Regions from separate parts of the Mus musculus genome. Here all the other regions are linked to region 4. The links are chromatin contacts, called in public promoter capture Hi-C maps. All regions are on one chromosome and are shown on one strand. The core of a region is the stretch at or near the end of the contact, and the rest is flanking DNA. Distances in the headings are between cores, read along the strand shown.

Region 1 (6,529 bases), core at 3,702-6,201, 1.0 Mb before region 4:
GCCTATTCCGGAAAGGAGCTGGGATCAAAGCCAGCTAGCATGCCCAGCTGTCAGTCGGCTTGGGGTCCTGGGACTACAGCCAAGGACCAAGAACTTGAGGGAAGGGGATGCAAAATCTAGGAGCCCCTACCTACCCCTCATCCCCCGTTCCACAAGTAAGGGCCTCATCTGGTAGGGATACACTATATTTATGAATGTCTTTAATATGCTGTGTGGTTTTGGGCAAGGTGTGTGACCTCTCTGAGTCTTTCCTTGTCTGTTAAATGTTGGTTTGCTTCTGAGGAGCCAGGCTGAGTTGCCAAGGCTGGGAGCTAGGAGCCTCCTCTTCATTGTGTTGTTTTCAAATGTTGTAGCCAGACGATCGATCCAGGAACAGCCCAGGGCATCAGGCAAGCAAAAAGAAGGTGCAGGAGCTGTTGGGTGTCACAGAGGGTCGGAGCTGCTGACACTCACGGCCCAGCCACTCCATCAACTCTGAGAAGGGGAAACTGAAGCCGGGTGTGCCTGAGTGTTGCTATGCAAGGGTGCGTGTGTGTGTGTGTGTGTGTGTGTGTGTGTGTGTCTGTGTCTGTGTCTATGTGTGTGTCTGTGTCATTCTGTCTCTCTCTCTTTCTTTCTTTCTTTCTTTCTTTCTTTCTTTCTTTGTATATCTGTGTGTCTGTCTGTCTCTGTGTATATCTGTATGTATATCTGTGTGTGTCTGTGTGTCTCTCTCTGCATGTGTGTGTATCTATGTGTCAGTCTCTGTGTATATGTCTCTCTGTGTGTGTATCTGTGTATCTGTGGCAGTGGGGATGAAACCCCCGGGCCTCGTGTTCACCGTACTGAGCTATACCCTCAGCTTACATATTACAATTGTAAACACCATTCTGTGTTCTTCTCTGAATAGTTAAAACCTATCCCTTTGAGAACAAATATAATTTTATTTCATGACAGGGTTTCTCTGTGTAGCCCTGGCTGTCCTGGAACTCACTCTGTAGACCAGGCTGGCCTCGAACTTACAGACATCAACCTGCCTCTCTCTACCTCCTGAGTGCTGGGTTTATAGGTGTGCACCCCACCACCTATACAATCTGTTTTAGCAGTGGTTGGACACTGACGTTGTTTCCAACCTCTTCACTGTATAATTCAGTGACAACATAATTGTGATTAGACATTCTGGTTCAGCTTCCTAACTCCTAAAGCGGGAGAAGGAATTCCCGCCTCCTTGGGTTGGCATGGAAGTTGGGTGATGAGAACTAATTCTAGAAGAGCTTTTACAAGGTGTTTGACGCAGAGCAGGGGCTCAGTAAGGCCTCGGTGCTAGCAATACATTCTTGGCACCATGAACTTTCAAAATTTTACTTTGATAAAAGCTTGAGAGAGGACGGGAGAGAGAGAGAGAGGGGGAGGGGGAGGGAGAGAGAGAGAGAGAGAGAGATATTTCCATCTATGTGGTTGAACACACCCTCCTTATAACCCATATCTTTATTAGCTAAGGATGGCCTATTCCCTCCCCCCCCCCCCGCCCCAATAGCTAAGGATGAACACATGTTTCTTAGCTGGGTCTCCTGTCCCAGAACTGATCTGGGAGCCACCTGGCAATAGTACCCTTCACACTTGGGAGCGCTTGCTCCCCTTTGTGTGGGGGATCTGAAATTAGAGCTTTGGCTGATGTTGGATGTTAGGGAAGTTACTGAGTCCTGCAGGCAGCACACTCTCTGGCCACATCACTGAGGTGAAAGTCATCGCTCCCAGGCAGGTGCTCTGTGCCAGCTAAGGCACTGGGCCAACACCTGAGGATGCCACCGTCCCTCTTAACTCATCCTATGAGTCTTGTAAAGTCAACATTGCCCCATCTTACACATGAGTAACCGAGACCAGGAGAGTCTTTATCAGCAAGGATCTTGCCAAGGTCACTCAGCATCCAAGGGCCCTGGAGATCTCTGGCCACCCCCATCAGTACAGTGAGGCTTCCTGGGTGGGCAAGTGGAATGGAATCTGGGAGGCTCAGTGGACCTCTGGTTCCAGGTGACCTGGGAGTCAGACCAACCAGGCTTCCATCACTCACTCTTCTTGGTTCTCTGTGACACCTGCCGCTGCCCAGATGCACTATGAACTTTGACCTGGAAGGTTAGCCTCCTGGGCAGGAAAGGAGAGCCAGGACTCAGGAGGGTCATGATGAAACGACAGCCCCACTCCTATGGTGTCTCACTCTGGTCTCCCAAGATGGCTGGGCTGCTCATGGCTCTCTGCTGTACCTCTGGCCTCCAGAAGAACCAAGGGAGGGCAGGTCTAGCAGTGTTTCTGGACCCAAGATTGGGGCAATCAGCAGACGACTTTCTGCACTCCAGATCCCTTCTGGTGGTCAGGGTACAGGGCCTTCCTTTTGTTTTCTTGTCTGGGTGGTTGAGAACTACCATCTCCCTTCTGTGCCTCAGTTTCCTCTTCTGAGCCGTGGGAAAACACTGTATCTGAGGCAAAGGATGAGGAAGCAATGGGAGAAGTGAGGGAGGGTGGAGCAGGGCCAGGCTGCAGCCTCTGTTTGTCCTAGTGCTGGGTCCAGAGCACCCCAAGTGGCAAACCTGTGTCCGGCTGGGTTTGAAAGCTGTTTGAGAAAATCCCATGAGGCTGTTGTGGGCTGGGGTGTTTTCTCCAGAGCAGAAAGATTATGAAAGATATGTGAGGACAGACAGGGCTAGAGTTTGGTGAGGTTTAGGAAATTCAGCAAACGGGACTCAATGGTAGAGGAATTAAATGATGAAGGGAGTGGCCAGGTGGACCACCCAGTTTGGCTTGAGACCCCAAATAAAGGATGGGCCCGGCTGGGGACAGGAGCTGGGAGAAAGCTACTGTGCCCAGGCTCAGTTTGTCTGTAGCTTTGGATGGGTAAACTTGAGGGATAGTATTCCAGAAAGGAATACCATGTGGGCAAGGGGAAGGATAAGGGGGCTGGGGGAGGAAAAGGCCCAGTGTCGGGGTGAAGGACAGTAAATACTGGCTGCTGTCTTTCAACAAGGCTGAGGGTGTGCCAGCTGCGGCAGCCACCTGGTGTTGATGGGTTAATGATCAGGGAGGGTGAGCGGGTGAGTGACAGGATGTCAGGGGAGCCTGCCACCCACACAATGGGCCACATGGTCGCCAGAGCAGTAGACAGGGTCTTGATAAGATTTGGCTCTGTTCCATAGTCGCCGGGGGACTGCAAAGGGAGCCCCAGCCCCCAGATGTGTGTACAAGGCAGGGCCTGGGAGATAGGAGTTGAGAGGTTACTCGGTTGAAAGTGCTTGGTGCTAGCTCAGACTTAGCCAGATCCTGGCAGCTGGCCCTCAAGAGCATTCATTCATTCCATTCACCCATCAGTCACAAGCCCTTGGAGGAGACCAGACTCTCCCACCTAAGGAGACCCGGGGGCAGAAACTATGGTGATGACATAGGTCCTAAGGTCCCTTACTGCACACTGGGCAGGCCGTCTGTCATGGAATTGACAGCAGCCTCTCCAGGGCAGTGGCCACTCTGGTTAGCCCTGTTCCACAGAAAGGAAAACCATGGCTCTAGCCACTGAGGTCACAGTGCCAGCAGGAGGTGAGGCTGGCATGCTGGCATTGAACTCCCTGGCCTATGGACTCTAAGATTCTCTCCATCACTCTTGGGTGGTCCCCAGCCTGGCTGCTCCCTTGAGGTCCCCCCTCCCCCCCCAGGGCTTTCTGGATGGCAGAGGGTTGACCTCATGTCTCTTCTGTTTCCTGACTCTCTGGGTCAGCAGGGGCAGAGTAGAGAGCCAGGAGCGGACTTAGGGCTCCTGCAGCATCTTCCTTCTACCTGGCTCCTGCCTCCTCCTGCCTGCCCCGTCAGCCTGGATCCTGAAGGTCAGATTCTGTACCTCCTGCCCCGGCCCCTGAGTCCTCTCACATCATATCCTGTTGTCTTCAAGGGCCTCCTGCTTCTCTCAGGTCTCTGCAGCTGCCTTTCTAGAACATTCTCATCAGTCATGCTTGCGGCTTGCTTCTGCCTCTCTGTCCTTCCGGCCGCTTGTGTGACTGTGGCCTCCCCACCCAGACCTTCCTGATAGTCCTGCCTCACCCCCACTCAGCTTGTTACTCTCAGGCCCCTGTCTTCAGCCAGGGCAGGTCCAGCATCTGAGACCTGAAACCTCGGGTGTTTCCCTAGGATCTGCGAGTCCTCAGCCTCAGAGATACCAAAGCAGCAGGAGACGTTGGTCACCAGCCTGTCTCATACTCTGCCTCAGGCACACCTGACATCTTACACACTTCACTATAGAGTGAAGGGCCAGGTGTGATGTGTCTGTGTCCCACCCTGCTTCTTCAGATGGCTACACCTCTCACAGAGGTGAAGGGACCTGAGGAGCCACAGGTTGGCCATGAAGATAATTCTGTTCCTTCATCTCTGGGGCCTCTGAGGGAGAAGCTACAAGAGGAGATGTTCACCTGATCCTCTAGTTCTTCCTTCTTACCTAGACAATTCCAGTGCAGGCTCATCTTATCTCTAGGCATGGACAGTAAGTGGAAGGGCAGAAATCCCTAAGTCTGCCCTGAGATGATGAGACTTGTGTTAGTAGACGAAGTTAAAGCTGGACAGACAGGAGCAAGCGCCAAGGCTGAGGTTCCCCTTTCCCTCCTGTGAGGATGGGCAATGAGACCTACACAGTGGGAGAGGCTTTGATAAAGTCTTCGGTGATGGAAGAGACCAATTTTGGGGTGGGAGTGGAGGAACTGCAGGCTCCTCTTCCTGGGACCGGCATGCAATGTGACTTTAGCCAAGCCTTCTCTGGACTTCCTGCTCGTACAAGCACGGTTGTGGTTGCAACTGAGGTGGTCTCAAACTCAAGGCCTCAGAAGTTCTCTTCCCATCAATGCAGCCCCACACTTGCCCAGCAAAGGGTTAAGCTCTTGGCGCCAGCTCCGCAGAGTAACCCCCCCTCCTTTTCACAAACACTTGTAGGAAATCAGGCTGGGCGCTTCCTGCAAGGAGGAGGAGGCAAGGCAAGGCCTCAGCTGCAGGGGCGGGGAGAAGTGGGGAGGGATGCTTGTCTGTGAGCTGAGGCCGTTCTGGCTGGCAGAGCAGTCTGGAGGCGTTCCAGGCTGCTGTGGAGGCAGGGGGCTCCCCAGGTTTGAAACAAAGACCTTGTGGGCAGCTCCCCTGAGCCCAGGCCGGCAGGATGGTGGTGTAGTACTAGTGAGGTAAGGAGCTGAGCCAGGAGGAGGGCCAGAGGGAAGGCCGCCTTCCCTCTGGATGGGCCAGTCATAGACTCTGGACAACCCTGGCAGGCAGCCCAGCCCAGCCAGGAAATCACAGCTACGCAGCTGCTGCCACTCCTGTCCAGTTCTGGGAGTCCGGCCCCCACGAAAGAGTGGACCCCAAGATGCTAGTTTCCAGTTCCAGATCCAATTTGGTTCCCTTGGTGAACTTGGACCCGTGTTGGTCCCTCTCTGTCCCCCGGGGTGGGCTCATCTCAAGGCCAGTTAGTGCTTGGGTTACTGAGGGTCTCGAGATGTTCGGAAGTGAGGAACAGGCCAGGAGATGACACCCTCCTACCCAAATAAGGGCAGGGACAAAGTGGGGGCCAGGAAGCCAGCTTAGAGCTACAGTAGGACAAGATGAGAGTCAGTAATAGCCTGGCCCCTTGTTAGTTCCTCCCAGGCTCTTTGGGTGAGCCAAGGGACAGTCCGGGGACATCCGTCATGGGTATCTCCACTTGCCGCAGGCCAAAGGCCACTCCTGTGAACAGGTCTATGCCCTGCCACGGATCCAAACTTGCTTTGGAGCCCCACAGCCCAGCCCTTCAAAAGGGTCCAGCAGCTTGGTAAGGAGGTCTTTCCCCTGCCATCCTCCTGCCTCCTATACATCTCCTGGCCTTGGTTTAATAGTCACAGTGTTCTAAACTTCCTGGTTGTTCTCATTAGGTGGGTGCCTCTGTTTCCTCATCGGGATGAGGTTAAGGTGGGGATGTCCTGGCTCTCTCTAGCTGGGTAGCATGGAGATTCTGAATGCCAGGGCTGCTGAAGGTTGAAGCTTCAGTGGGGGAGGATCATCCTGGACACACACGCACACGCACGCACACACACACACACACACACACACACACACACACACACACACACACATGCACGCACGCACGCGCGCGCTCGAGAGAGAGAGAGCTGTATGAAGCAGTGTGTGGGGAACAGGGCATTGCCTAGCTAGTTGCTAAATAGAATCCCTGGAGGGTGTGACAACATGGAGATCAGTTCTGTACAGGTGTTAGGTGATAAGAAGCAAGGACATAGAGAAAGCAGTGTTTGGTGTTTTTTTGGGGAGGGTGGGGTGCAGTTTCTCTGGGGGCAGGTGGGGACCTTTAGCTCAATGGCCCAACCATTAGCAGGACCTAGTTATAGAGGGGCTGGCCCTCCTGGGTCAGGACATCATAATTCGAATCCCCAGCTTCCACTGCTACCCTGACGGCTGTCCAGACTTCCCTGCCTGCCTGTGGCACTCAGGGGCCAGGCCCTGAGCCATCCTTGAAGTTCAGCTTGTATTTTCAGACCTCTGTGTT
Region 2 (6,442 bases), core at 3,661-6,160, 1.0 Mb before region 4:
AGCCTCATTGCCATTTTGGGAGTAACTGGGGCACAGCTCAGGGTCCCAACTTGCAGGGGAGAACAGGGGATCAGGGCCCACAGATGCTTCAATTTCTGAGTTCCATGTTCTCTACCAGAAGATGTTCTCCACAAAGTCCACCTGAACGGACCTGAATTAGGAGAAACCTGAATGAGAGGTTCTGGATCCCATCGGCTTCCTGTCTCTCACAGGGATCTTTGAACATGACTTCTCTAGCACCTGCTGAGGCTCTGGCCAGAGCCCAGAACAATGTAGGGGGCAGGGCTGGGCCCACCCAAGAGGGAACCAGGCTGGAATACACCCTCTGTGGTGGGGAACTGGGAACCACAGTCCGATGGAACTGAGACCAACATCAGCTGAACCAGAATCCAGTCCCAGACTAAGGGTGTCCCCTCCACTTGCAGACAAAAGGCTAAGCTGTGAGTGTCCTAGAGCAAGTGTGAGACACAAAGGTGGCACGTCCCCGTGGATCTGTCTGTTCTTTGCAGATGGTATAGTTTCCTCAGGTCTGGGATCCCTAGATCTGGTCCAGCATGGTGTGTGGGACAAGCCTACAGACAGGCAGGCCATGGTGATAGGAGAATATCCACTGGTGATTCTGTTAACTGCTATCCTAAGTCATTTACAACTGGGCACAGAGATAACCTCTCTGTCACATAAAACCTAGCAGGGTCACACAAGGTAGAGGTGCCCGAGCTAGGTTTTGACCCTGAACACTGGCTGCAGGGCCCATGGCTCACTTACTCTGACAAAGCCAAGCCAGCAACGCTCACCGAATCTGCAGCCAGAAAAACTGCCAGGGAAGGCCGAGCTTAGATCTAGGAGCGTCTAGGAACCACACAGTCTGGGGAGCATGGGCTAGGGGACCAGGACTAATTAGGAGTCATGGGTGGGCTTTACTCTGTGTGCTGACTCTAGAATCTGTGGTGATGTCACCACTCGCTGTCCTATTGCGACTTCCTCCCAGCTCCTGTCTCGGCTTTAGGGGGATGTGAAACCGGTGAGGAGACAGAAGCCACCCTTAAAGGAATTGGGGATGATGTCAGCACCTTTCGTGAAGTGTGTTCTGCTGCCACTCTGGAGCAGAAGCTCCTGATGGGGTTCAGTGTATATGGGGGGGGGGGGGCGAGGGCGGCTGTGTTTTCTTCCCACCCCTTTTGCCCCATTCATAGAGCTCATTACCATTTTAAAGGCTTGAGACCCCATCTGTGCCCAGAATACTCATAGGTTTAACCCCATGTTTCCCAAACTCGCTGGTCCACCCTGCACAGAGTCCCTAGGGCTTCTGAGTGTCACTGCATGGCAGTGTCACTGTCTGTCCAGAATGGCAGGTCATGGCAGGCACAGGCCCTACGGCTCAGCAGTTGCTAAGTGCCCTCCCTACTCCCTACTTCCTCTGGATGGCCAGGGCCTCACAGTCCTGGGGCTCTGTCTCCCTCGTTTCCATCCTCTGTATCTGGAAGCTGCCAGGTTCCTGCTGCTCCTCAGGTGGGGCCTTGGCACAGTGGGCGGGGAACACAAGAGGGCAGGGCCACCCCTGGGATTTGGGTCACCTCAGGAAGAAAAGGGTGTTGATAGGCAGGCCCCCACAGGCGAAGCTGAGCAGATGGCCCAGAGGATTATGAAAATCCAGCTTTGTTCTCAGCTAGGGAGGCTCAGGCAGGGGGAGGCAGTGTCACCAAATTACACTTGAGACAGCCAGGCTTCAAAGAACAGCTTATGCAAAGGGGCTTCCTGTCTGAAGGCTGTGGAACTCCTAAGTCAGGCCTATCTTCAGCTGCTTAGTCCCGATCATGGGGTGGCAGAGAGCAGTCAGGATAGCCCACCTGAGCTCTTAAATGGGTAGTAAGGCATCATAGGAGTGTATCTTTTTTACTGGTCCACTTTCACGGTGGCCATATTCACATAAGGATAGGGAGGATGTTGAAGATACAGGGATGATGGTTAAGGTTACGGTAATGGTGAAGACTATGATGGTGCTGATGGGAGTGATGTGGTGATGGTACTATTGGTGTTGCGCTGACGACAGGGAGGATGGTGATGGTGGAGATGCTGGTGACTGTATTAGTTACTCTCTTATTGCTATGATAAGATACCATGACCAGCCAACATACAGAAGGAGGGAGTTAGGTGGGTTTATGGCTCAAGGGTCCATCACCATCACGGTGGAGAAGCACAGTTGGCAGTCTGAACAGCAAGCTGAGCGCTCACAGCATAAACTACAAGCAGAAAGCAGAGGGAGCAAACTGAGACTTGCGTGTGGCACTCGAAGCCTCAGCGCTCGCTCACCCCAGTGATACACTTCCTTCAGCAAGGCCACATCGCCTAGTCCTACCCCCCCCCCCCCCACCAAAATGCCACCAGCTGGGACCAAGTATTCAAATTCCAAAGCTATTGGGGACAGTCTCTTCCAGACGATCACAGTTCACAGTGCCAGGTGAGAGCTACCATTTACTTACACTGACTTCATGCACGGTGATGCCAACTGTGCCATCCACTCCAGAACTGAGGTGTATCATGACGGAGCCTGAGTCGGTGCCTGGCCTCTGACTTTGGAGCACACATTAAGCCAAGCAAGCCAGACTGAGTATTTTCAGCTGTGGTTTCCACAACCTCTGTCAGGGCCGGCCCAGCTTGGCTGCTACGGTGTGAAAGCTGCCATTGGTGGCACACGATGGCAGATGTGCCTGCAGCCAGGGAGCCCCTGGATACAAAAGCAGACCCTGGCTCCCCATCTGTGTTCACACCCCTGCTTGGAACCAGGATTCCCTCCTGCTGAGCTCCAGTGTATCCCCCCCCCCCATCAGCTGCCCCCCTCCCTACACACTTCCCACACCATCTTCAAGGTCAGAGCACAACTAGAAGGCTCTGTTTGTGCACGTAACATCTCCTTCCTTCATTCAGACAGCCATCTACTATTTACTGTTTATCATTATCAATGTAGTTATTATTGGAAATATTTCATTAAAACGTTAATGATTATCATATATGTGTTACACACATATAATAACCATCACTAGTAACCATTATTGTTACCAGTGTAAGAGCTAGCTGGTGATCTCTTGTGGCACTTAACTTCTGGGAGTCTAGGGCTCGTAGGGGCTCACAGAGACTGAAGCGTCAATCTCGGAGCCCGCATGGGCCTGTGCTAGGTCCTCTGCATATATGTTATGGTTGCTTAGCTTGGGTTTTTTGTGGGGCTCCTAAAAGTGGGAGTGGGGGGTGTCTCTTACTGTTTTGCCTGCTCTTGGGACCCCTTTTCTCTTACTGGGTTGCCTCGCCAGCCTTGATATGAGAGTTTGTTCCTTGTATTATTGTAACTGGTTAAGCTGTGTTCCATTGATATCTCTGTGAGGCCTGCTCTTTTCTGAAGGGACACGGAGGAGCAGTGGATCTGTGCGGGAGGGGAACTGGGGGGAGGAACTGGGAGGAGTGAGGGAGGGAAGGCTGCTGTCAGGATATATCGTAGGAGAGACGAATTTACAAAAAGAAAAACAGGGAAAGTCATCCCTACCTGCCTCGTTTTCAGGACCTCTGGAAAGACAATAGGAGGCGGCTTTTAAGTCCTCCGCCCAGTGTAGGACCCACTGAAAAGTGGTGTTCGTGATTCCCAGGCTAAGGATGGGGCTCCTGTGTGGTGGAAGGAGGAAGGAGGAAGCCTGGATAACAGATGCGCTGTGGCCTCTTTGCAGTGAGCTCGCCCTGTCTGACTCCTTCCCTCCCTGCCTCCCTCTTCCTCAGGTGCACCTGTATTCAGACCCACCACAGCCCAGTCAGAGCTTCTGCTCGGGGTCAATGCCACAAGGAAGCAAGGTCTTATCCTTCTCTATCCCGCAACCCAGAGTAGCAGAGTGGTGGCCTGACCCTGCCCAGGATCCACAGGCCTCTGAGGCCACAGGTGAGTTGGGGAAGGAGCCAGGGCTTTTAAGCATCCCCCTGCTCATGGAGGGAGAACCTTAGGTCCACCCTGGGGACCATCCAGGGAGAGCCTTGGCTCAGCCACCTGGCCTGTTGGTTCTGTGGCGTGAGCAGTGTTCTCCCTGAGCCCATTGTAGACCCTGAAATGGACACATATGGCCCCAGTTAGTCCTCACACGGAGCTGGTGAGCAACACAAGATTTATAACACCAGCTTTTATAGTCCCGGGATAGTTGGAAGACTTGGGGCTCAGAGAGGCAAAGGTATACTGGGGTCACATAGCTTGGAAAGGAAAGGGCGAGGATTTGAACCTGCTTTTCCATGAATTCGAGCCTGTACTTACAACTGAGTCCATCAATCCCCCAGGCCTGACACCATCCCCTTACAGCTTTGATCTAGGCTAGACCCATACCTCATTTACTCTGGTAGGGGAGCAGCAGCATAGTGGCCAGCCCTCTCCCTACTACTGTGAAGGTTAGGCAGGAAGGGCCAAGCTATAGTTGATATGGTGGTCTGAGGAACCTCAGGGCTTCAACCTCAGCGGACTCGGGGACTGTCCTCAGCCCCAGGGTTCAGCGGCTGTGTATTTCAGGGTGGCCGTTCCCACGAACAGACCTGAGTCCCTCCTCGTCCCCCGGCGTGGCCACTCCAGGGCGGCTTCCTCAGAGCCAGGGCATTGCCACAGACCAGCCCTCCACAGGACAGACCCAGGCACTGACCTCTCAGGCCAGCCGGCTCCTGGCCAAGGTGAGTGAACCCCAGCTTTGTCCCACAAGACACCTCATCCCAAAAGCACGGGGCCTCCACCTGACATTTTCCTCTTTATGACAAACTGCCCCTTCTTCATTTGTTCGTTACCGACGCCAAAACTGTCACCTCTTGAGGTTTTGTAGACGGCACTCCAGCTCAGAGTCGGCTGCAGGTCTTTGTCTACCTTCACACTTGGCTCTGTTCCAAAGGTGTCTAAAGAGACTTAAGAAGACACAACGCCCTAACCACATTCTGAAAACGGAAGTGGGGGGAGCCAAGGCAGAGGGGAAGTCCACACAGAGAAAAGTAAATTAAGCTAGCTCAAAGCCAGTAAACAAGATGTTCTGTTGGGCCCGAGCTCTCAACCAGAATTGCACCTTGGGCTTTGAGCTTCCGGCTGTCCATTACCAACACATAAATACGGTTGTTACATTACCTTGCTTGACCATCCCACCCTTTGGGCCCAGCAGCCACTCACCCGCCTTTGTCTTTTCAGTTTGCGGGATGTGTCAAATAAGTAGAATCAGCCATGTTCCTCCTTCCCCTCTGATTTTTTTGGAGTTTCCTTGGTGTTTTCTGCCTCCTCTGTGGTCCAGCAGTATAACATTCCACTGCCACCATTCTTGGTCCTGTACCTGGGATAGCATTTCCTCTTTGGCAGGCAGGGCACACTGAGCAGATGCAGGGCATGGCTGAGGCTGTCCCACTTGTTGCGCTGTTCACTTCTTGACATTGGGTAGGTTTGAGGGAGGATGGGCTGGGAGTTCAGAGCACACAGGAGCTTAGGACATGTCAAAATGAGACTCCCAGTGATCTCACAGACTGGTGACTCATGACTGTAACGCCAGCATTTGAGAGGTGGGGGCAGGCCGATCACTGAATTCAAGGCCAGCTTGGAGTTCTGAATGAGACCATGCTATAAAACAAAACAAAAACAAAATCTCTCACTGGAATCACTGGTAATTTTTGTTAACTGATTACATATGAATTGATAATTGTGATCAAGTAAAAAATTTTATGAAGGGCCCACAAGATGGCTCAGCAGAAAAGGGGGCTTTCTACCAAGCCTGGTGACCCGAGTCTCAACTCCAGGACACACACTGTAGGAGGAGAGCCCTGACTCCTAAGAGTTGTCCTCGGACCTCCATATGCACAATATAGTGTGTAATGCACACAAGTGCATCCGTCCACACTCTGTGCATGTACCTGCACACACACACACACACAAAAACACACATATACATGCACATGCACACACACTAAATGCAATTTAAAATAAAAATATATATTATTAAAATTGACTTCCCTATTTTCACATACATGTTTAATTGTATAAGATATGTAGCTCATATCACATTTCTACTTCATGTACTATGTGACATGCTATAATGTAGTTATATTCCTATTTCAGTTTACCCTAGTTGCCCTCAATAAATATGCGTGGTGATATTTTTGTTGTTGTTTTCCAGACAGGGTCTCATTATGTAGCCCTGGTTGACCTGGAACTCACTTTGTAGACCAAGCTGGCTTGGAACTCACGGAGATCCTCCTGCCTCTGACTCCTGAGTGCTGGGATTAAAGGCAGGCACCACGATGCTTGGCTTTGATTTTTATTTTAAATATTTCTGTCCTTTATTATTATTATTATTATTATTATTATTATTATTATTATTGTCTGCAGTGTCATGACTAGAACTCAGGTCCTTGTGGCTTCTAAGTACACACTCCACCACTGAGCCACACCCTCATCCCT
Region 3 (6,332 bases), core at 1,161-3,660, 1.0 Mb before region 4:
CTGTATGCAGGCCCCTCCCCCGGGGAATCCTGGGGCTGGTGATGCCAGGAAAGGCTCAGGTGACCAGAGAATGGAGTCACAAAAGTATTGTGTATCTCAGACTACATGCAAGCTGATTGGTTGATCCCACGGCTTTACCAGGGTGAAAGCCAAAGTTTATTTGGCCTCTCCCTCAGCACAAGGTTAGACAGAACATCAAGAGGTTTCCGCATGGGTCATCCCCGCCTGTGATTGGGCTTGTTGGAGTTGGGTGGCATGGAAACTTCAATCACGACTCCTGCTTCGATAGGTAGTGAATATGAAGGGAGAAACCTGGCACCCTGGCACTGGCTGTTCCCTAAGTGACCCCTCCTGATCTTCCTCTTATCCTCCACAAGCTTTCCAGGACCTCCTACTTAACTTCACCTCCCTGAGGCTCACTGCCCATCTAGGATCTCTGTGATCTCAGCTCTCACAGTAGGCAGGAGAGTTATTAATGGCAGGATACCTGCCTTGCTGAGCTGCCTTAACCGGAAGCTTGCCCTCTCTGAGCCGCTAGGGTCACTGACAATGGGAGCACTGCTGGGGTGGTATCATACAGCCTCCTCATTTACCTTTTTCCAGTCGACAAATATGATTTCTGATTCATCCATGCCCACGTGTGTGACAGCCTTCTGGAATACTTCCCGCAGCTCCGGGGTGATATCTGGCCTTTTTGCTGCAATGGAGAAGGGATCCAGGATTGTGCTGGCTAAGGGTCCAGCAGATGGGAAGCCAGGTAGGGATGTGGGATGTGGGTGGACGATCAAGAGTAAGGCCAGTGGAGCTGGGGACCAGGTCTGGGAGGACCCTACCATTGAGGGACAGTCCCCGTTTCTTCTCATCCTTCAAGTCAAAGGCAAGCATGAAGGCCCCATGCATCTTCAAGACTATCAGGTCTGCAAAGATTTTTACTCCTCCTACTGCAGGATGAAGGGCTTTGTGAGTCACTAGAATGATGCTGTGGTCCCCATCCCCAAGGGAAGGAAGCACATAGCTATGGACAAGTGCCTGAGGCTCCCTGTGGCTGCCATGTGCTCAGCCTCTGTTGGATGCAGCCTCACTTCTCATTCTTCATAAGTATGGAATGGCTGGGGCCTTGGAAAGGGCCCTTGGTGGTGTGGCATAGTTAACACTTCCCCTTAAACATTAAAACATTGGCTTAGGGACAATTAAAACCTAAGAGTATCTAATCTGGCCCACCAGTATTCAGTTGCCCTCCCCCCATGCTGTCCCTGGTGACCTGGGGATTTGGCTGAAGTCACTGGTTTCCCAAACCATGGGTTTCCCCTCTGAGCTCACAAAAGATCATAAGAATGGTCAAAGCAAGTCTGTCCTGGCAGCTGGACTCCAGTTTGAAATCTACGTCCACTTACAAGCCTCAGAGAGTGACTTCACAGACCTAACTCCCCTGTTCTGCTGCCCCCTTGTACCCTTGCAATACGCTCCCAGAAAGCCGTGAGTTCCAACCCTTACCATACTTGGAGAGGGTCCCATTCTCTCTCTGGATTCCTAGATGAGTGGAGTTATAGACACAGTGGTCATCTCTAGAAAGCAAAGAGACAGAGGACAACTGATGGAGAGGTGATCTGACTAAACTGGGGTGGGGAGTGGGCAAGAGGCAGGTAAACAAGAAAGCTGTCCCCATTCCAGAAGGTGGGTGGGGAGGCCAGGCAGATCCAGTTTGCTCAGGTCTCTAGGCATCTGGGAGTGGAGGCCAGGGCCAGGGTGGGCTGGCTGTTACAAGAACTCACATGGTGTGATACTCTCGAAGCTCCATCGTGTCATTTATCAAGTTGGGGGTAAGGTTAAAAAATACCATCTGCGTCTTTTGAATTTCCTGCCGGTAATCAGGGTTTAGGACAGCCGCACCAATGAAAAACCATTTGTCAGAGAGCTGGGGAGAAGCAGGCACACAGATGAGTAGGGCTTGTAGTATGAACATTGCACTCAGCCGTGCTGTGGGGCAAGCAAGCAATGGCTTCTGAACCATACATGGGAAGACTGAAGCTCAAATGGGCAACTCAAAAATCAGCCATCCTACTGCTCTGTCCCCTGCTGAGAGACCTCAGAGTGATGCTTCTGGGTTTGGAGGCAGGGGGTGCCACCAGGTCTCCAGGAGAGGAAAGGGCAGTACCAGGAGCCCAGAGATGAGCACAGACATCAGGGAAGGGAAAGCCCAGAGGAAAGAGTAGCCTCCTTAAGTGCTCACGTCCAAGTCCTGGGCAGGCACTTACCCAGCTCAGGGTCTCATTGGTGATAGGGTCGCCTATGGTGATGTTGACATGTTCTGGGTTCTGAGCTTCCAACAGCGGCAGGAGGCTCACCATGACAAGAATCATGTGCAGTGCCATGCTTAGGACACTCAGAGGCACCAGGGCTTGGAAGAGATAACTGGTGGATGGAGGGTACAGTGGCTTTTATAATAGATGTGGCGAGGGCATGGGACTGCAGCCAGGGCCTCTAGAGCCCTGGCACATTCTCCCCAGCACTTGGGAAATGTCTTGCGCAAAATGTTCTCTCAAGCCAGCTTTGTGCAGCTCCCTCGGCCAGCCGGCCCTGACACAGACTCCTGCCCTACACCAGAGTGGCTGATTCATGGTCAAGGTGGATACTGGGCTAGCCTGATAATACTTAGATCCCAGTCATGGGTCCCATACCTGTCTTATCCCATGAAGCTGCCTAGCAGGAGTGAGACCTATTCGTTTATCACCCCTCCAAGGGGGCTATGAAGGGGTCCCTGGTCAGGGTTCATAGTGAACTTAGAAGACACTTAGGGGCTCAAGTTAAGGGCCAAGGACAAAGATGGATTAGTTTCCAAAGGAGTGTGATGTTCCTGGGGACCCCTATACAGCCTAGAGGCAGCCGAATGCCCAAAAAAGAGGGGTGAATCTGAGTTGAAAATGTAGTTCAGCAAAGCTCCCAGTATTTACAGCAGGAAAGGATCTGTCTAGAATAGTGTGTGCCCAATCCAGGGTCTGTGCACAGGATCCAGTAAATATCTGGTTCTAGTTCCTGCTTGATAGATATAGCCTGATCTTTGTCTACATAATGAACACTCTCGAAACGTATTGCTAGGGACAGGCCTGGTGACTCTTGCTGAGGCACGGAGTCATTGCTAGGAGTTTGAGATCACAGTGAGCTCTTTCAAAACATCAAAAGCACCAAACATATTAGAACACACTCACAGTTGAGTAATCTACTATTTCTCATGTTTCTGTGTAGTCAGGGTTTTTGTTTTAATGATAAGTAACTTGTCATTCACTTACTGTGTTCTAATTTCATGAGAACCTTCTTTTATCCTGTGGCATTTTGTATTTTATGTTTCCCCTCTTGATAAGTATTAGAGCAACATATTGCCTTTAAAAATTAGTCTACCAACAGAAAAGAAAACAAAACAAGACATGAATCACCTCCAGTATCATGTGTATAAATGTTTCTAATGGCATTATTCAAAGTAGCCACAAACCCCAAGCTCTTAAGTGCCTACCACCAGGAAAATGAGAAATGGGTTGTGACATTTCATGCAAGCATGGTGTTGCTTAGCAACAGAGAGAAATGAACGACTGATAGATTTGACCATACAAATGCAGCTCGACAACATTATTGCCAGCAGATCGCCCAGAGGTGGGGTTGTATGAGCCTGTTTACAGGGCGTTCTAGAGGCTCCAGACTAATTGTAATGATATTAATCAAGTTAGTGACAGTGATCACCTAGGGCAAAAGGAAGGGGCCACAGATGGTCCTGAGAGCCCCCTGCCGTGGAGTGGGCTGTACAGGGCCTAGGAGAACTTGCTGAGCTGGAGCCCCAAAACATATGTGTTTTGTTGTATCTATACAGTCTTAAGAAAGTTTATCTCTTCCCAGAGGAGAAAAAGCATAACCATGAGGAGCCCAAAAGCACCAATGATATGTTCTGTCCCAAGTTAGCAGTGCGCCAGATATCATAATCTCTCTGTTTGTGCCTCTTTGTCTCTGCTATGTCTCTTACACACAGGCGCACACGTACACGTGCACATAAACACATTTGCACACACTGGCAGATATAAATATCTATTTTTGTTATAAAAGCAAATGATGGAAAATAATGAACTTAAGAAACTGATTAGATATCCCCAAAGCTACCTGTGGCTGTGCTGTGTATCCAGAGCCTGGGGTTTCTAAGGCGAGGGTGCAGGCAGGGAAGTGGACACCCAGCTAAGGTCTCCCCCAGGGTACTTGCTGCATATCATTCCAGAGTCTGCCTAGGCTTCTGCTCACATCTGTCTCCCCTGCTTCTCCTGTCCTTTGCCTGCAGAGGCCAGATGAGCAAGGCCTGTCATGAATTCCCAGGCCAGAAACAGTGGGGGACACTCAGCAGGAAGTGTGTGACAAAGCCACAGGCCAGAGTCTCTTTCCAGAGACTTCCATAGCACACTATGCCTGTGGCCAGCTTGACTCTGGGCATGCGTGTGGCCATGACTGTGATTCACTCTGCCCCAGTGCATTGACAGACAGAGCAGGGTGCTACATCAGGTGCCTTTCCTGGTGAGGAAGGACACAGTCTACCATGGCACACTGCATCCAGTCAGGACAGCCATAAGCTTAGCAGGCAGAGATGATCTGTGGATGCTCAGCTTGTTTTCTGCTTTTGGTTAAGTGAGGCATCCCAGCCCGAGGAATGTCACTGCCTACAGTCAGGGTGGCGGCTCTCTGGAAATGTCCTCACAGACACACACGGAATACATCCCCTAGGGGACTGCCAATCCAGTCAAGTGTAAAGATGATCTCAGACTCTGTCTTTGCCACAGGGTGGACTGTGCCTCAGGAACTCCGGTCACAATTGTGCAATCGATGTCAGCTGGCCTCTAGGCAAGCAGTGTCATCTCACAGTGTCCCCCATGGGACACTGAGGAATCTTCATGGAGACTTCCAGGCCCTTTAGCCAAGGCCTAAGTATACCAAGACACCTAGCCTTAGCCTTTTAAAGCTTGATCGTGTTAGCATCTACATGAACCCTCCTGTCTCCCAAGTCACCTGTCTTTCAGTGGTTAGAGTGGCACTTCTGAAGTGAAGGCACCTGTGCCAGGAACTGGACACCTGCGTTCCCCACACCTTCTCACTGCTGCTTGGGTCTCCTGCCTCATCTTCCCCATCCATGCCCTAAAGTGTTTGGGGATTCTAGCAAGAGCATCGGGTTCTGTCAGTTCCTTCTACCCTGATTCAGATGCCCCTTCCAGGAAGCCCTCTCAGATTCCCTGGGCAGGGGTTATTGGACTTAGCTAAGGCTCCACTCAAGACTCTCCACGAAGGGAGGGAGGGAGGGAGGAAAAGGAAGGGAGCAAAGAAATGATATTGACAGTGTCAGCAAACCTTTATTGTTACAGAGACAGAATCAAAGTGCACAGGATGGGGTAGGGTGTGGTGCACATGGGGACAGCCCAAGGAGACCAGAGAGCTGAGTTCATGCCTGGCTTTCCTCAGGATCTTTCTTGGTCTCCTTCTCCAACTCAAGATGCTTCTTTTCCTGTTCACTGCACCTGTCCTGGAAGATATCAGGGAGGAGAGCAGAGTGAGTAAGCCAGGGCTGGTGGCACACACCAGGGTTGATGAATACTGAGGCAAGAGGATTGCTATGAGTTGCAGTAGAGTAGCCTGGGCTGCAAGATTAAATACAAAAACAAAACAAAACAGAAAAAACAGGACAGAACAACAAAAAAAAATGGCAAGGTAGGTAAGCCTGAGGGGCAGCTTGAAGCCAACCCAGCCTTAACCAGAGCCCAGGAGAGAATGGTAGAAGAGGACATAGCCCACAGGTGTCCTCTGACATCCACACATGTCTTATAGCATGCTTGTGTACCCACACAGTCACACATGCACACACACTAGCTATGAATACACCTATTGTAAGGTGGGTTGGGGGGAGTACTGTTGTTGGTCACAATGGCACGGTAGTGTCAACCAGATGTGTCTTAGATCTGCCATGGCTCCCTGCAGTGGCAGGACAGTGGTTCTCAGCCTTCCTAATAATGCAAAACTTTAACACAGTTTCTTGTGTTGTGGTGATCACCGACCATGATTTCATTGCTACTTCATAACTGTAATTAGTCTACTATTATAAATCATAAATACCTGACGTGCAGGACATCTGACATACAGGTTGAGACCCATCCTAGAGAACCACTAGTCTAGGGTAAGTTGTCCCTCATCTCTGAGCTCCGGCTTATTCACCCCATTGATTGTGAGCAGAATCCCCCAAAGGGCAGGCATTATCTAAACACTTCTGTCCACAGGTGCAGGATGAGTCTACTGGCCCCACTGGTTGTGGGGTGGGG
Region 4 (6,381 bases), core at 895-3,394:
GACCAGGTCTGCCCTTTACTCTGTGTGACCTCGGACTAGTCACCCAAGTGGCTAGTTCCCGTTTTCTTGTACACCTGTACATTTCAAACACCCACCAGAGAGGCACCTCCCCCACAGAATGCAGGGAAAGAGCTCTGAGACTTTCTTGGGTTTTGCTCACTTTTTTTTTTTTTTTAAAGAATTGTTAAAATCCAGTATAGTGATATAGTCTTCAATCCCAGCACTGGAGAGGCATAGGCAGGTGTAATTCTGTGAGATTCCAGGATAGCCTGGTCTACATAATGAGTTTTAGGACAGCCAGAGCTACATAAATAGATCATCTCAAAAATAAATAAATAAATAAACAAAAATAAAAGAAAGAAAATAAAAATAAAGAAAGCGTTCCTGGAATAAACTTATCCATTCATTCCTACCCACTCAATTTCACAAGTTAAACAGAGCTACTGCTACAGGCTCCAGTCCTACCACCCAGATTCCAGTGTATCACTGCTTTACCAGTCAGATTTCACTGTTCTAACCATCTTAATCTGTAAAATAAACACAGGAAGCAGGCCAGCAGCCTTATCCTCAGATAAACAGGAATAATTTACTCACAAAAATTGTAAGTAACATATAATATTTCTAACTACACTATTTCCCCTTCCCCCTCCCCTGGAGTTTTAGACAATAGTACAGTCACCTTCAATGAACAAAAGAGACCAAGCAACCCAGACAGTTCACAGCCAGTACAGCATTTTTATCTTTCTGGAAGCTACCTATAAAAGACAAGAGCCACTGCTTGGCTCTTTGGGTCGCACGGGGGAAAAAAAAAACCGAGAGTAAATTAAGGAACAAGGGAACAAAGCTAAGTTATATTATTCAATCTAATAAAAAATTAATGAGAATCCACTGTGGGCAAGAAGACTTACAAGTTAGTAGTTCAAAAACTGTAATAAAAAGCCCCACAGGGGAAGTGCCAAGAGGTACAAAGTTCTCTGGGAGAGAGCTTCCAATCTCTTTAGTATCATCAGAAGAGACTAAAACATTCCGGAAAGGGACACTTACAGGATCAACCTGACTGGGAAGAAAACCAGAAAGAACTCCAATGAGAACTGTGGAAATGGACACTGGGACACACTATCTGCTTAGCCACAGCGTGGCTAAGCAAGATCGTTCAAAAAAAAAAAAAAAAAAACCCAAAAACAAAAACAAAACAGGCTAACCAAAGAAATATAGAAGAAAGACATGCAACAGAGTGGGCGAAAACTGGAGGCAGAAAAGTCAGCGACAACCAATGTTGACTTAAAACCTTGGCAACAAAACTCAGCTCAGCAAAACTGGATTGAGGACTTTCTACCTTCAAAGTCTCGTCCATCATCCACCCTCCCGAATATCCCAGCTCTTCTGGACCTCTCTTATCTGGACTTTAGAAACAGGGTCCTTTCCCAAGTCCTATGCCACACAGTCTAGTTAAGGGCCAGGCTTCCTCACTCATCAGCTCTCTAAACCCTGATACAAAGGACCAGGTCTGCTCTTCACTCTGTGTGACCTCGGACTAGTCACCCAAGTGGCTAGTTCTTCTGTCTTCTTGCCTGCAGATCAGTTTATTACGAAGAGACCCGGATCAGACTCGATGATTTCAGAGATTTAAAACCTTGAAAAAGCGCATATGGAGACACTGGACACGCGGTCCTTTGCGTAGATGGGGAAACTGAGGCACCGAGCACCCTGCCCTAAGGTCATAACAGCAATGTCGCTGTAAGATCCCTGCCACTGTTCGGCTCAGATCCCATGACTTCTAGTCCGGGGCTCTTTCTCCTTCCGCCCAGCTTAAGGGAGCTGCGGGGGGTCCAGGGTTCGGGAGGGAAAAGGACAGCGAACACGCCGGGTTTGGGAAAAGGAGGGGAGTGACCTTACCTTCACAGGGTAAGCCCCGCCGCCTTAGTCTTCCTCTCAGAACTGGATCCCCTAGTCCGGTACGGACTTCTACCAAGCCCCCGCCACTACTGCCCGGCTCGACGTGTCCCACGACCGCAGTAAAGGCCGCGGATTCCCGCCCTGGACCCGCCCCCTGGGTGATCCCACCAATCACCGCTCAGAACCTAGGAACTCCACCTCCTCGGAGGGCTGGTGAGGCCTTGCGTCACTGGGAGCTCACCTCCTCATTTGCCTTTGCTCCACCTCCTCCACCGCTGGGTCTCCTCTGGGCCTCACTACCCTGAGAGAGTTTGTCCTGCCGGAAAGCAGCTCGCCGCCACGGCGTTTTACGTTACCGGCGGTGACAGGCCCTGGGAACATCCAACTTCCTCCTCCCTTCAGCTGGGCGAAAGCCGACGTGATGTTCGGTGCCGGAGACGAGGATGACACCGACTTCCTCTCGCCAAGCGGCGGGTGAGTGATTGAGGAACGGGACCCGAGCGCTGGGCTGAGAGACTGGCGCGGTGGCTGCAGGGGTCGGGCTCTTCTCAGGCCGCTTCCCAACTTCCGGGTCTAGACAGACCCTCGGCGCGTTCCACCGCTCAGCCTTCGCATTCTGAGTAGCGGTGTCACCTCGGCCCGTCTGGGTTCAGGAACTGGAACCTCCCTTGACACCCTTTTGCTTTGTGAATCACACTTTCTCCAGTGAAATGGAGAGGATTGCTGGGGAGACTGCTTGCCTCGGAGTTTATATAGGAGTCAGCTCCTATAATAAATATACGAGCTGTAAACTCAAGAGACTTTCTCTTCCCCGAGAACAGGATGGTGACACTTTGAACCAGGACCTGGTGGGCCATCTCTGGCATCCTTCAAAGCCTACTTCAGAGGTTACCTTTTTGGTGATTCTTTGCTTTCACAGTCCCGGGAGGAATAGTCTGCTTCATCTTCCATATTTCCACAAGCCTTAGCACATGGAACCTACTGAAATCTAAGCCCTGACTGAACTGCTTATGGTTGCTCATTTCTGTCTAGGTCTCAGAACAGTAACTCCTGGTGCACATTGATTGCTCACGAAGTGCCTGCGAAATTATGCTTTTTAAGCCCTAAGGTGTAACGCCAATGGGAAAGACTATTCGTTTTCTTCTGCTTTCAAACATCATATATGCCATCTTGGGAGAGAAGTCTTTAACGGCAGGCTAGATCCACCCCACCCCCCCCCTTTAATAATTAGCTCAGTGTTTTCCCTTGCGTTGTCCTAGTGGACCTCATGTCTCCCTTCAGACTTGTTAACTGCAAAGCTCACATCTTTGCACAGCCCTTCTTTGAACGCCTGCTTTACAAGTTTTGTGCATAGTGATGAACCTACTTAAGAATGACTGACACATCATCCTACCAATAATGATTAGTCTCCTAGAATACTGGGCAGTCAATACAGGAGTGACCATAAGATGACTGGCTTTCTTTTGATTGTGTGTGTGTGTGTGAGAGAGAGATGTATGCATGTATGCATGTTGTGAACATCTTTGTTGAGGACAGAGGTTCAGTATCAGGGGTCCTTCTCTGTACACTTCCACTTTAGTTTTTGAGACAAGTTTTCTCACTGAACCTGAGTTTTCCATTTTGACTAGACTGGTTGTCCAGCAAGCTCCCAGTATCCATCCATCACCACACTTGTCTTTTTTTTTTTTTTTTTTTTTTTTTTTTTTTTTTGTGGTTGCTGGGGATCTGAACTCAATACAATAAGCACTTTACCCAGCCCCTCTTATTTGGTCTTCAGTACTTAAGATCTTTTGACACCCAGTGAGTGGCTCTGCATTTCTCTCTGACCAGCACATTCTCCCGGGACCCCTGGGAATGCCTGCACCCACTTAGCCCCACTTTGAATTCATTTAGTTGCTCCATTACTTTTGAGTTGACTGGGCATTGTATCCTTTCTTTCCTATGTTATCCAAAACATTTACAGCCTCTGCTGCTGTTGGCTGGACATTCAGCTACAGCCTGTTTTATGTATGCCTGTGTATGGGGCCTTTTGAATATCTTCAAGGTTTGTTTATTTATTTGTGACATGGTTTCACTATGAAACCCTGGCTGGAATTCTTTATATAGACCAAGCTGACCTTGAACTCACAGGATTCTGCCTGTCTTCCCCCTGGATGATGGGATTAAAAAAGCATGTGCCATCACACCCAGTCTCAAGGTATATTTTAATTTCATAATCTTTAGTATGTGAGAATATTTGAAGACAGTTTATGAAGGTATTTTAAGGCTTCCAACTTTCATGCATCAAAGAATCTGCTGCTGACGAGGCAGACAGTGACAGTCATGTGCTCTTCTGATTCCTTACCCAAGGAATCAATCTCCTTTCCCAGGAAGGCTTAACTAAGAATTGAAGATACTTTACACATATGATTGTGGGTCCTAGGCATAGAAAACAGACAATTTGATGATAAAAGACTCAACAGAGAAAGCTACACACAGATACATTTTTGTCCCCTGTAGTAGCTAGGAAAAAATAAATTTTGTTCCCGGTAGTAGCTAGGAAAACAGAATCAAACTTAAGAGTAAGACTAGGAAAAATGAGTTGGAGAGGTAGCTTGGTGGTTGAGAGCACTGGAGGAATTGGATTTGATTCCCAGCACCCACATGGTGGCTCACAACAGTCTGTAACTCCAGTCCCTGGAAATCCGAGACCATCTTCTGGCTTTTTGGGGTACCAGGCATACAAATGGTGTTTAGGCATACATACAGACAAAACACTAACACATAAAATAAAATGAAGAAAAGAAGACCAGAGAAAGTTTTGTGTGCATTCTCTGATTTGGCTGTTCCTCCATTGGTTTTGTAAGGAAGTAGAACATCTGACAGTGAACACTGCAGCTCTTTCCAGTTCCCCTTTTATAAATGTGGTTTACTTTAAAACTGCTTCCCTAAGTTTGACTTAACCTTCTGACTTTCTTGTTCCTACTCAGGCTATTGAGGGCTAACTGAAGCATCCTAAAGTCCAGGATGGCTGTTTTCAGTGACTGATAATCTGCTGTTCAAGTTCCCGGGCCTCTTTTTGTTTATTTACTTGCTTGTTTGTTTTTGAGACATGATCTTACTGTGTAGCTCTGGTTGTCCTGGTACTCACAATGTATACTAGACTGACCTCTGACTCAGAAATCTACTTGCTTCTTCCTCCTGAGTGCTGAGACTAAAGGCATGAGCCACCAGGCATGGCCAAGTTCTCCAACCTTAAAGTCAGTGGTTAACCTAAAAGTAGTAATCAAAAGACATGCCTTCTCCTTCTTTCTTAGCCCTTTTCCCACCATTATATTATGACTTTGAAATGAAGAAATAGGCACATGTCTACTAAGTATTTCATATTTGACTTCAGGTAATACAGAGAGGAATGAGATATAGTTCCTATGCCTAAGACACTTTATTTAAGCAGTAGAATAAAATCAATCCAACAATAATAAACATAATCACCAAGCTCTTAAAAATTTATATATTTAGTGTTAATGTGTAAAAGTGTGTGCACAGGGCATCAGATCGCCTGGAACTGGAGTTACAGGATGTTGCGAACCATCACCTTGGTGCTGGGAACTGAACCCAAACCTTCTGTAACAGCAAAAGGTGCTCTTAACATCTGAGCCATCTCTCCAGCTCCCACAAGGATTTATTTTGAGATCACATCTTACTATGTTGCCCTGGACGTTTTTAAATTCCTGAGCTCAAGTATTCTACCAGTGATCTTCTGAGCAGCACTCCCACCTGACTTAATTTTTTTATTACCAATTATTTGTGTGTAAGCAATTATTCCTTATCTAGATTTAAGCTTCGGGCCAGCAAAATGGCTTAGTGGATAAAGCCTTGACAACCTAAGTTCAAGTCTTATAAACCACATGAGGATAGAAGAAGAGAACCGACTCCACAAAGTTGCCCTTTGATCCCTCAGACACACATGGCACAACTTGTATACATCATACATAAGCACTAGTGATAAGTTTCTAAAAATTTAAAGTGCACGTAAGATTGAACAGTCTTTCACCACTGTTAAAGATATCGCTCAACTCTTCCAGAATTTTACTCCTTTAGGGAACCTCAGCCAGGCATATAGCACAGGCCTTTAATCTTGGCCCACAGCAGGCAAAGGAAAGTAGATTTCTGTGGTTCAAGTCTAGCTTGGTCTACATACAGAGTTCTGGGGCAGGTAGGGCTGCATAGTCAGACACTGTCTTAAAAAAGAAAGGAAGGGGAGGGAGTCTTTAGGTCATAATGGCCAAAAGGAAAGAAAATCTCAGTTTCTTCTATGTTCTTTCAGCGTGTGCTAATGTCTTAATTAAATCAGCATTACTCTCACTCAGGTGTTACCCTTGCATTGTCTTCTAAACCTCTTTGTCTTTAAAGTATCTGTGGCCCCATTTATAGGACACTTGAAGGAAGCATACAAGATTCTTTAAGAATAGCGTCAAACTGTTAAAGGCCAGCTTCAACATCCAG

The links. Promoter capture Hi-C pulls out the DNA fragments that hold promoters and counts their contacts. Capture Hi-C pulls out chosen DNA fragments and counts their contacts.
Region 1: a contact with region 4 is called in a promoter capture Hi-C map of adipose tissue, with 3 times the contacts expected there. The contact joins the promoter of Akna here to the promoter of Fkbp15 in region 4. A contact is called at or near these places in 3 of 39 promoter capture datasets (the C10 cell line, hematopoietic stem and progenitor cells and pre-B cells), 1 of 15 datasets of contacts at CTCF or cohesin (large pre-B cells), 1 of 484 Hi-C or Micro-C datasets (CD4 T cells), 6 of 115 datasets of contacts at active chromatin or transcription factors (astrocytes, bone marrow-derived dendritic cells, double positive thymocytes and 3 more) and 2 of 9 other capture datasets (adipose tissue and liver).
Region 2: a contact with region 4 is called in a promoter capture Hi-C map of erythroid cells, with 8 times the contacts expected there. The contact joins the enhancer-like site here to the promoter of Fkbp15 in region 4. A contact is called at or near these places in 2 of 39 promoter capture datasets (erythroid cells and pre-B cells), 1 of 484 Hi-C or Micro-C datasets (CD4 T cells), 1 of 115 datasets of contacts at active chromatin or transcription factors (bone marrow-derived macrophages) and 1 of 9 other capture datasets (liver).
Region 3: a contact with region 4 is called in a promoter capture Hi-C map of hematopoietic stem and progenitor cells, with 4 times the contacts expected there. The contact joins the promoter of Orm2 here to the promoter of Fkbp15 in region 4. A contact is called at or near these places in 2 of 39 promoter capture datasets (hematopoietic stem and progenitor cells and pre-B cells).

What each region holds. Positions count from the first base shown.
Region 1 is chr4:63,401,867-63,408,395 of GRCm38.p6, reverse strand. It overlaps Akna (AT-hook transcription factor), which reads left to right and starts at 4,951. Exons shown (of 22, transcript NM_001045514.3): 1 at 4,951-5,177. Gm52742 (a long non-coding RNA gene) reads right to left here. Exons shown (of 3, transcript XR_003955424.1): 3 at 6,270-6,529.
Region 2 is chr4:63,384,474-63,390,915 of GRCm38.p6, reverse strand. Akna (AT-hook transcription factor) reads left to right here. Exons shown (of 22, transcript NM_001045514.3): 5 at 3,763-3,919; 6 at 4,532-4,686. Aknaos (a long non-coding RNA gene) reads right to left here. Exons shown (of 4, transcript XR_003955426.1): 2 at 3,536-5,605; 3 at 2,481-2,725; 4 at 1-2,240. Among named protein-coding and RNA genes, the nearest start is that of Gm52742, 7.6 kb to the left of the region's middle. Within about 2 kb of position 4,910, at least 108 of the 459 cell types and tissues checked have an H3K27ac peak or open chromatin away from gene starts, as enhancers often do. A contact at or near this core is called in bone marrow-derived macrophages and erythroid cells, where this site is marked.
Region 3 is chr4:63,358,527-63,364,858 of GRCm38.p6, reverse strand. Orm2 (orosomucoid 2) reads right to left here and starts at 2,410. Exons shown (of 6, transcript NM_011016.2): 1 at 2,256-2,410; 2 at 1,773-1,915; 3 at 1,495-1,565; 4 at 834-941; 5 at 594-697. The coding sequence starts at 2,372. Orm3 (orosomucoid 3) reads right to left here. Exons shown (of 6, transcript NM_013623.3): 6 at 5,353-5,542. The coding sequence ends at 5,462.
Region 4 is chr4:62,356,359-62,362,739 of GRCm38.p6, reverse strand. It overlaps Fkbp15 (FK506 binding protein 15), which reads left to right and starts at 2,144. Exons shown (of 28, transcript NM_001045528.2): 1 at 2,144-2,370. The coding sequence starts at 2,318. It overlaps Slc31a1 (solute carrier family 31, member 1), which reads right to left and starts at 2,039. Exons shown (of 5, transcript NM_175090.4): 1 at 1,897-2,039.